Linked DNA regions of Mus musculus: region 2 is linked to region 1. The links are chromatin contacts, called in public promoter capture Hi-C maps. All regions are on one chromosome and are shown on one strand. The core of a region is the stretch at or near the end of the contact, and the rest is flanking DNA. Distances in the headings are between cores, read along the strand shown. Region 1 has its middle 12 kb from the start of Rgs3. Region 2 has its middle 16 kb from the start of Gm11211.

Evidence for each region. Capture Hi-C pulls out chosen DNA fragments and counts their contacts.
Region 2: a contact with region 1 is called in a promoter capture Hi-C map of adipose tissue. The contact joins two enhancer-like sites. A contact is called at or near these places in 1 of 39 promoter capture datasets (embryonic stem cells), 7 of 484 Hi-C or Micro-C datasets (the C10 cell line, bone marrow-derived macrophages, colorectal tumor organoids and 4 more), 4 of 115 datasets of contacts at active chromatin or transcription factors (Th17 cells, embryonic fibroblasts, embryonic stem cells and 1 more) and 4 of 9 other capture datasets (adipose tissue, embryonic stem cells, liver and 1 more).

The regions. Positions count from the first base shown.
Region 1 is chr4:62,605,182-62,610,153 of GRCm38.p6, forward strand. It overlaps a transcript of Rgs3 not described here. Among named protein-coding and RNA genes, the nearest start is that of Rgs3, 12 kb to the right of the region's middle. Within about 2 kb of position 1,575, at least 39 of the 459 cell types and tissues checked have an H3K27ac peak or open chromatin away from gene starts, as enhancers often do. A contact at or near this core is called in adipose tissue, where this site is marked.
Region 2 is chr4:62,741,185-62,746,055 of GRCm38.p6, forward strand. No RefSeq gene overlaps it. Among named protein-coding and RNA genes, the nearest start is that of Gm11211, 16 kb to the left of the region's middle. Within about 2 kb of position 3,522, at least 74 of the 459 cell types and tissues checked have an H3K27ac peak or open chromatin away from gene starts, as enhancers often do. A contact at or near this core is called in adipose tissue, where this site is marked.

The DNA.
Region 1 (4,972 bases), core at 325-2,824:
CGAATATGTTGAATATATTGCAAGTTCCCCCTCCAGCTATATAAGACTTGGGGAATGGATTGCGCTCTACTCTATACCTTGGTGAGGGTGCTGCTAGAACACGTTGGTGAAGGAGACGAGGCAGAGATGGGGTCAAAACCATCAGGTCAACTCAAAGACCTGGGGAAGGGTCAGAATCCTACTGCCCACAGCTATGTCTTCTATTTGAGTACAAAATAGAAAATGTCTTTCCATTAGCGAGTGCGTGCTTGTGCTGAAGTGTGTGTACTTCCATTCCCCCACCCTAACCCTTCTGTTCTTTTTCAGTCATAGAAGGCAAAGGCCTGATGAGCAGGGAGCCTGGCATCTGCGATCCCTATGTGAAGGTATCTGATGGGGTGAGAGGCAGGTGTGGGGTACTGAGTTGGACTCTCAAGGTCCAAGGACACCTATGGGTTAGTGACCATTCACCACCTCATTCACTGGGTCTCTGGGCATTCATGAGGCCCCACGCTGGTCTAGACTCTTGTTCTTTTGATTGACTTGTTCCCTAAGGCTTTGGTCAAGAGCTAGAGTCCTTAGGGTGATCTTGGTGATCCACGTGGTGACTGTGCTGGTGACTGAAACACAGGCTTTCTAGTGGACACGGCATCCTCACCCCCTTCCCTACCCAACCAGAGGCAGAGAGAGCAGTCAGACTTGGGCAGGAGAGCAGGAGGGGTTTCCCTGAGGGCTGGGAGATCTTTCTGAGTTAGACCCTGGCAATGAGTCCAGAGGACCACAGGGGTAAAGATACAGGAAGCCAAAGGCCAGGGGCATACCAGACTGTAGCAGCCAAGATGCCAGGTGCAGGCCTGACGCTCTCTTCCCTTTAAGTCCAGAAACCCTTCCTGCCAAGAGCTGGAGAATGGCTTTGTAGGAACAGGCTGGCTGCCTGAGGCCTGGGAGGAAGAGGACTGTAGTGAAAACATGGTCTTGGGGCCGCTTGGGGTGGGACAAGGGCAGAATGCCCAAGAGCACCTGGGGACCTAAGAGGGAGGAGGCCTTTGGCTTAGGGGAAACCTCCCTGGTCTAGGGAAGAATAGAGATGATAAGCTTATACCTTCTCTCTATCTTACTACCACCACCATGACTCCCTGTCCTGGTGTGCGTTCTACTGGCCGCAGGCAGGTTCCTTGTTTGCGATGGGGACTCTACTCTGTGGTCTTCTCAGGCTGGCTTGAGGAACACGGGGAAAGCTTTTACTTTGGAGCCTCGCAGAACTAGCTGTTCCGAGCTAGCTGTGGGGCTTGGGTGACTGTGTCTCTATGATCACCTAATGCTATTACTTTCTCTACTCAACGAAGGTTTCTTTGATCCCAGAAGACAGCCAGCTCCCCTGCCAGACCACACAGATCATTCCAGACTGCCGAGACCCAGCTTTCCACGAGCACTTCTTCTTGTAAGAGTCAGGACCGGCTTGGCCCTTGAGAGGAGAGGCAGGGAGGGGTTTGCCTGGAAAGATCTCAGTTCGCCAGATCTAGACACAGATCTGAGCAGAACAACAGTGACTTCTGAAGGATGCCTTTGTTGTCTCCTCCCCGGTGTCCTTGCATCCCTGGCCGAGGGCCCAGCAGCGGGGCCTACAGGAATAATGTGTCACTTGGCTGTCTCTCCTAACTACAGTAACTAGCTTAGGGCTGGCAGCACTCCCCCTACTCCCCCCCCCCCCAAAAAAAAGAGAAGCCGGTTGGTTTCCCACTGCCTCTGGCCAAGTTCTCACCTTCAATAGAAGGAATTTTCCAAGCTGAAGGGCGGGTATTACCTGTGCATCCCTTTTCATTTAAACTCATTAACCTCCCTGAGCCCCAGCTTCCTCATTTGTAGAATGGAGTTAATAATAGTTTCTTCCTGGGGAGCTTGGGACTCTTTAAGTGGGACGTGGGGCAGCGCCCATTGGCGGGAGAGCTGCTGCTGTTGTTGTTATATTATTTCTGTCCCTCCTCTCTGGATGCTCCAGGGCCAGTGGGAAGGGCATGGGCATTGACCCTTTTCCTGTTAGTGAGAGCGAATCATAATATTTTGGTTTGCTTCTCATTTCACAAGGTAATTCTGGACAATACGGGCGAACAGAAGGAAGAGAATAGAAAACCCTCAGCATCCTCCTCCTACTCACATAAGATAGGAGTTGCTCTGTTTCTTGTCAGATCTCTCTTTCTGTGGACGTGCACCTCTCTGTGTGTTTACAACACAGGACTGTTTTATGACCGTGTGTTCTGGCCTCTCTTTTGTCCCTAACAATGTAGTATGAATGCTATTATGCACGTGAGGACGCAGCTCCCACACGGTGGCACTATATTTAGCAAGTTGTATAGATGCCGGCTCAGCTGTTGTAGTCATGGCCAGCTCCGGGAGCCTGGCCTAGAGCTGGGCCCTCCTAATGCTCTGGTGGTCTGCTTTGCTTCCTAGTCCTGTCCCAGAGGAGGGTGATCAGAAGCGTCTTCTGGTGACAGTGTGGAACCGGGCCAGTGAGACCAGGTGAGGAGAACTGCTGTGCAGGGCTGAGAACCTTCTCTGGGTTAGGGGGTGGCAGCATACTTGAGGTACTTACCTTGTGCCTTCAGGCTAAATAAGTTGCAGAGGCTGGTACCCTGAGTCCCAGTCATATGGAGGTAGTGATGAAGAGGAGGCCAAGACGTTGCCAGTGAACATTTGCAAGCTCTTGGTATCAACAAGGAGGGCTTAACCCACAGATGGCAACTAGCATACACCAAGACTCAGCTCTTAAGGTGCCCACTCTCCAGGAAGGGATACGAGGCACTGTCTGGAGATAAAGGACAGTAACAGCACACACGTAACCCAGTTCCATAGGATACTGTGCACTGTCCCCCTCTGGGCCTACTTTGCACTGAGTCACCACTGTCCCCAGCATATGCATGCCTCATGAATACTAACGAACCTCTCAAACAGAACGGGATGACTGGAGAAGAGTAAGGATGGGAAAGTGACTCGGAGAGCTTCATGGGAAGTGTGGACTTCTGAACCTGGGTAGAGAGTAGAGGTGGAAGGGTTGTTTTAGACCAGGTGTGGCATAAGCAAGCAGGAAGTAATGAGGAAGTCAGGGATAGTTGTGGTGGCCTCAGGCTGCCATGATGAGACCTGGTTCAGGTGTGCAGAGATTGTGTGTGTGTGTGTGTGTGTGTGCGCGCAGAGATTGTGTGTGTGTGTGTGTGTGTGTGTGTGTGTGTGTGTGTGTGTGTGTGTGTGTTTAAAACACACTGATCTTGCAGGCAGTGGGGGACAAAGGAGGCAGTTGTGCTTGTAAAGAATGAGAGGCAGATGTTATAGCATGGGGGAGGGGTGTAGTGGGCAAGCAGCAGGAATGATTGGCTGCTAAGGAAAGCAGGTGAGAGCATCTGCCAGCCAAGCCCAGGGGCAGGAGCATCTCGGGACTCATTTCACAGAGGTAATCTGAGAATCTGGGAGACCCGGTGGCCAGTAGCCCTTGTCCAGCACCTGGAATAGAACTGAATGCATTTCAACGGGTTCCATGTGAACGAACATCAGCTCTGATCTCCAGCCCAGATCTGGAAATGCTTGGGGGATTGAATGTTTTTTGTGTATGCACCATGTTGGAGATTGAATCCAGAGCCTCGAATATGTCAGGCAGATGTTCCAGCACTGACCTACATCCCAACTCCTGAGTTCTTTCTGGAAACCCAAGTCCCACTAGCTATCATGCGTTTTTAGGGGTCCCATTTAACCTTGATAATGAAGAGTTTTTGTTTTGATGGAATCTTCTTTTCATCAGGGAACAATGTTCATGGTATTCCTTGCCCCATCCATCCATCCACCCAGCTGCTACTGCCTGGCAACCAACATTCTAGGTGCTGAGCACTCACACAGGTTTCTGGAACAGCAGTGAAAGAGACTTGAGCCATGGATGGAGCAGAGAGCATCACGCTGATACCAGGCACCTCACTTGCTGGGTGCTGAGCTGAGTCCAGCCAAGAATACATTTGAGTAGTTTACGCTAAGTTTCCAGAAGAGGTGACCAAGGCTCAGGAAGATGGGACCTTGCTCGGGGTCACTCAGTAAAGCTAATAGGAAAAGCCAGGCAGTTGGATCTAAGTTCTGTCCTTATCATTGTGTTGCCTCCTGGCCCAAAAGGACAGAGCAGAGAGGGTGGGTTTGTGAAATGAGGCAGTGTCTGAGGACTCACCAGTCTTTAGGGGGAGTTCAGGTGCAATGTGGTCCTTCAACAGAGTTGAGATGGAGTCGGCATAGGCCCAGCCAGGTAGATCCATAAGTCCTCTGGAGAAAGGTTTTCCTCCAGTGCCAGTGGCCCCGAGTTCTGGCTGGACATTAGAATCTCCCAGGACACCTGATGGATCACAGGTGCCCAGGCAACCCAGGCACCAGATGGCTAAACCCACATTTGCATGAGCAGGCTCTCAAGGTCTACAATTAAACAGGGCCCCGTGGTGAGCTGATGAAGCCAGTTTGGTGTCTGGGATGCTGTTTGGCCACTGGGACTTACGGAGACAATACTGTCAAGAGAGTGACTGACACATTCAAGAAAGTCTTTGGTAGGGCAAGGTGAAAGAGAATGAACAGGAAGGGCATTTGAAAGTAGTACTCAGCTGTGAGAACAGGGGGAGGCATCAGATATACCTGTTGCTGGTGACATCACCAGCTGTCTGCGAAGGGAAGGTGAGATGCTGGTATCCGGAGTATCTGGGTGAGAGTGGTGTGTGCTGCTGATATCCGGATTGAATGGATGAGACAGACCACCTGGGGTGCACTGAGAGGCAGGCCCTGTATTGGAAGGGTCAGTAAACCACTTCATAAGCCCTAAAGGATGTCCAGAGGGGTGTCAGAGAAGCAGAGGGGCAGGGCAAGCTCTCGGTGGAGGTGAGGGCTGGAGATGAACCTTCCATGTGATGCAGGTAGGTAGAGCTACTGGAGGAGCTAGTGATGCAGATCACATATTTGGAAGAGAAAGGGAGGCCGG
Region 2 (4,871 bases), core at 2,272-4,771, 140 kb after region 1:
ACGAGGGACGTAGGCACAACCCCTACCCATCACAAAGGAGCTACCTGCAACTGATGCCAGCTGGCAAAGGGGAAAACCAGCTTTTCCAATGGAGTCTCATGGGAACATTTACCACACTCCAGGTCAGGTCCCGTGCTCAGGAGCAGTTGGCTGACATGAAGGATTCCATGGGGTTTGTTCTTGTTTATTGTTTTGGAATTTTGGGGCTTATCTTTTGTTTGTTTTGATTTTATTCTATTTTTATTTTTGTTAGACACACACACATAGAAAGACAGAAAGAGAGAGAGAGAGACAGAGACAGACAGAGACAGAGACAGAGGGGAGAGAGAAAAAACATGAAGTGGTGTGGGCAGGGGGGAGGGGAGGGCCTGGGGGGTGGGGGAGGAGGAAAACATGATTACAGTATATTGTATTACACATTTTTAATTGAAAAATAGCATGTAAATCCTTATCTCTTGCCCTCTGTGTTTCACTTTCCTCCCAAATGCCAACTGCCCAGTCCTCTTCAGACCCCAGCGGGCCCCTCTAGCCACAGTGGAGGGAAGGAGTGTGAGGTATTCAGTCGCCTGTCTGGACAATGGAGACTGTGGACAATGGGCCTGAGTGCCCTCGTGGAATGTTGTGTCAGAGGTGCAGGCTTAGTGGAGGAAATGGCAGAGAATGCCTTGAGCCTAGCACCAGGAAACAGAGCAGGGAGGGAGAAGGTTAGTCAGAAATCCCTGAAGAGAGAGGGGCTCAGGGGGCCAGGGGCCCCTTTCCCTGAAGGAGAGGCAGCCTCTGTTTGTTCCCTGAGGTTGGGTCTGGGTCAGCTCAAGTGTTCTGGGGAATGGAGGAAAAGGGGATGCTGGCTGAGGTCTGGGAGGGTCACCATCTTCAGCATACTGCCTGATCCTGTAGTCCTGCCGAAACAAGCCTAAGAGAATCTTCCGGGAAGGGGCTAGATCTACGTGAGCTGCAATACTCATGGGGTATGGGATTCATGAGGCAGAGGGAGGACCCAAGAGTGGGTCCATGTGGAACCCATCAAGGGGCCTAATCAGATAATAAAATACTCTGTACTACAAAGTCCCTTCACGCTGCACCTGGAGTCGGACGGTCCCCACGTCTTCCAGGGGACAGTCTCTCCTGGTAGCCCAGGAACAAGCTAACAGGCTTGTCTCAATAGACGCACCAAGGGATGCCACGGTGATCTTTGGCTGCAGTGATCAACCAGAAAGTTCCGGAGAGGGAGGAGGGGAGGCCTAACAGAGCACTACCCCATGCGGGATTTGCTGGGCTGTGTCTCCCCGAGCCTGGTCTCATCAGGTGACAAGGGGTGGTACTCAGGCCAGTTCCCTAAGGCAGACTTCTCTCCCCATTTTAGTCTACACAGAGACACATGGGCGCCGAAGGGATAGATATCATTGGATCTCTGACCATCTATCTCTCTGTGCCCTGCTGTGGTCTGGTTCCTTCTAACAGCACAGGAGATGAGGGACAGGTAGTGAGGCCCCATCATCACGCAAATAGAACTTCTGTCCTAAGGAAGAAGGGTCCCTCTAGGTCAGCTCTGGAACCCAGTGTGGGCCTTGGTAGGGGGGGGGGCTGCTTTGCTTCCAGGCCTGGTCACAGAGTCAAAGGTCAAGCCGTGCTAAGGAAAGCACCAGATCTGTGTGCTTTTGCCGCGCTTATCAGTTGTGGAGAGAGGTATGCGTACTTGTGCACCCAGCTCATAGCGCTTTCATTCAAGTCAAGGCTCTCCTGGTGAGGCTACCCACAGGGACACTCTGCCCTGGAGGTCACAGACTATGTGACAAAGAACAGGGACACAAGATTCCTGGAGAAAGCTGCTGGGGAGGGGTCCTGGTCCGGACATTCTTTCTGCAGAACCGAGTCCTTTTGTCCCCTAGGGGCGTGGGGGTACCTGCCTCGGGAGACCTGGGAACTCCCAGAGGGCAGGGACCATGGAACCACAGACAGGGAATTGAGAGGATCCTGGCCAACAGCTCTCTAGATGACCTTCCCTCTGTCTCCACCTGCCCTTGCATCACTATGAGGAGGTCAGAAAGAGTCTGACCACCAGGGTTCCTCGGAATTCCCCAGTCACGAAGGCACTGTGCATTTCCCTAAAAGGCCTGGCAGAGACATCTGGGCTCAAAGACTCCAGATTACATCAAAGAGCACGGAAGCAATCTGGTCAGCATTTCCTGGTGGAAGGTACCAGCGACATTCCTGGCCTTGAGGTGGCCCGGGGAAGGAGCAGCCAGCCCCACTGAGCCCCAGCGTGGGAAAACAGCTGGAGACAGCAGGGATTAGGAATCCACCCATGCCTGGCTCACCCACCTCGGGTTTCTCACCCAGGAGACTCTAGTCTGGTGTTGTAAACAGGTTTAAGGCTTCCAGAAGTCTGTGAGCGAGGGCAAGGGTAAGGTTTCAGATCAACACTGGAGTTTGGGGTTGCCAGCTTTCCTGGTGCTGTCTTGCATGTTGGCAGTGGGTGTGGGGCTTCTGTTGTTTGGAAACATGTCTCATATGACGGAAGAAAGGATCTGAAAACTACAAACAGAAAAAAATATCAAAGTTCAAATCCAACAATCACTACTGAATGTGTGTGTGTGTGCATGTGCGTGTGTGCGTGCGTGTATGTGTGTGTGTGCGTGTGCGTGTGTGTGTGTGTGTGTGTGTGTGTGTGTGTGATAGAGAGAGAGAGAGAGAGAGAGAGAGAGAGAGAGAGAGGGAGAGACATCATGGATTGTGTGGAGTGGACTGAGGGATCAGAGAGGTTATGTCACTTGCTTGGAGCCACACAGCTAGCAGTGGGCAACTTGGCTTTGTCCCTGTGGGAAAGTGGCTGAGACAAGGTGTTCAAGTTGAAGGTCCTTCTCATTCTTCCTCTGTTCAGCGTGTTGACTGGGTGGTAGACCTGGGCCCAGAGGTGAAACCCTGTTTCCATGGTTACACACTCCTCATAGCTGGTCTGATGGAGCCGCCTCCAGGAGCTCAACATCCAGAGCTGGTGCTGCTGAGGCTGGAGGAAAGGCTGACAGGCAATGTCCACCCCCAGCTCTGTTCACAGAAGGGTCCACAGTGACTGGAGGGCCCCCAGAGTCAAGGCGACAAAATGGTTGGGGACACTGGTTTTGCAAGCAGCTGGATCCGAATTCCAACTCAGCACTGTCTCTGTGACTTTGAACAAATTCCTTACCATCTCTGAGCCTCAGTTTCCCCAACTTGTTCAAGAAGAGGGAAACCACTTTCCTTGCAGGGAAGCTACACAGAAAGCATTTGGCCCATGGTCAGAGCAGCAGGCATGCTCCCAGAGGGAGCTGCTCTGGTTCACCCCAGGCCTGGGCACACCCTTCATATGCTCCTGGTTCTGTTCTCTCCAGATATCTCTGGGGTGCTCTGGGAGGCCAGGGCTTCCTTGGGTAGGGCAACCCAGGCCAGCTTCCCCACGGAGATCAAGTTCCCAGCTACTCCATGGAGCCAGATAAACACAGGGGAGACAGCTCGGCTCCTCAGGCCGCCCACTAACTACCAGATTCCGAAGCCACGCAGCTGCGGCTGCCCACTGTGATTGTGCCTGGCTCCAGTGTCCCTGGCCCGCTGCTGCCACCCTCCTGGGACCCTGAAGCCTGAACTCGGGGTGTGGTGAAGGCGGGGCTAACCTTGGCAGCTGTTTCCCAGGCAGAACCCTGGCCTTCTGGCTTTGCCCAACCAGCCACCTCTCTCCTCTGGTAATGACATCATTGACCTGTGGGGTGGACCCAGGGCTCTAAGGACACCCCCGTACCTGTGCATCTCAGCTCTCTACTGTCATACTTTATAATGTCTACACTTTTCTGTTCTTGGTTTTTACTTTCTGGACGACTAGGTTTTCAGCATCAATGAGCAAGATGTGAAATTCTAGATCCTTAATGAGTTGATAATTTGTGTCTGGTGAACTCTTACCAGTCCTCCAAAACCCAGCTCAAAACACCCTTTCTCACCTTCCTGTGACTTGCCTCAGGCCACTCTGCACAGTTCCCTGCACACAGTCAAGTGACCTTTTAGCAGTAGGGGACAGAAGGAGACTGTAAAGTCCTTCTCTCCAGGGAGCCTTCAGCTGCTGTCCTCTAGTCTCCATTTCATCCCCCCCCCCCACCCCCCTGCCCACCTTTGAGAGCCAGGTTCAGGTGGGCTCCTCCCACAGGCAGAGAGGAAAGGCCTAGACCACCCCCAGAGCCTGAGCTGCAGATTTTAATTGGTGTTTATTTGATGCCTGCTGGTCTCCTTTCCTGGAATGTAAATTCTCTGGGGAACTTGGGAGTCTGGTGGGCCCAGAACACTAGACTAATGTGCAAATGTTAAAGCAAGGGCCTGTCCTGTGCTCTGCCTAGGTTTCCCCTGCCTTCTCTCTCTCTCTCTCTCTCTCTCTCTCTCTCTCTCTCTCTCTCCCTCTCTCCCTCTCTCCCTCTCTCCCCTCTCCCTCTCCCTCTCCCCCTCTCTCTTCCCCACTCTCTCTCTCTCTCTCTCCCCCTGTCTGTCTGTCTGTCTGTCTCTCTCTCTCTTGTCTGTGTGCCTCTCAGCAGGACCTTTCTTCTCTGCCTTGACTGTAACATGTTGGTTTTTTAGATGTTTATGTAGAGAGAAAAGCATCCAGTATGCCCATTGTTTAACAGATGTAAATCAAGCTCCAGTAACTACTAGAGTGTCAGTAGCTGTGGCGGAAACCCAGGGTGTCTCTCTCTCTCTGTAAGGAAGAAGGACCTCAACTTCTGCCCCTTTACCAAGTGGTGTTGCCGACTGTGGCATTCTGAAAACAGAGGAATGAGTTCTTCATTGTTCATTGTTGGGATGCTCTGTGGGGTGTCACAGTTCACAGATTCCATGTGTTTGACTTCTGCAATGTG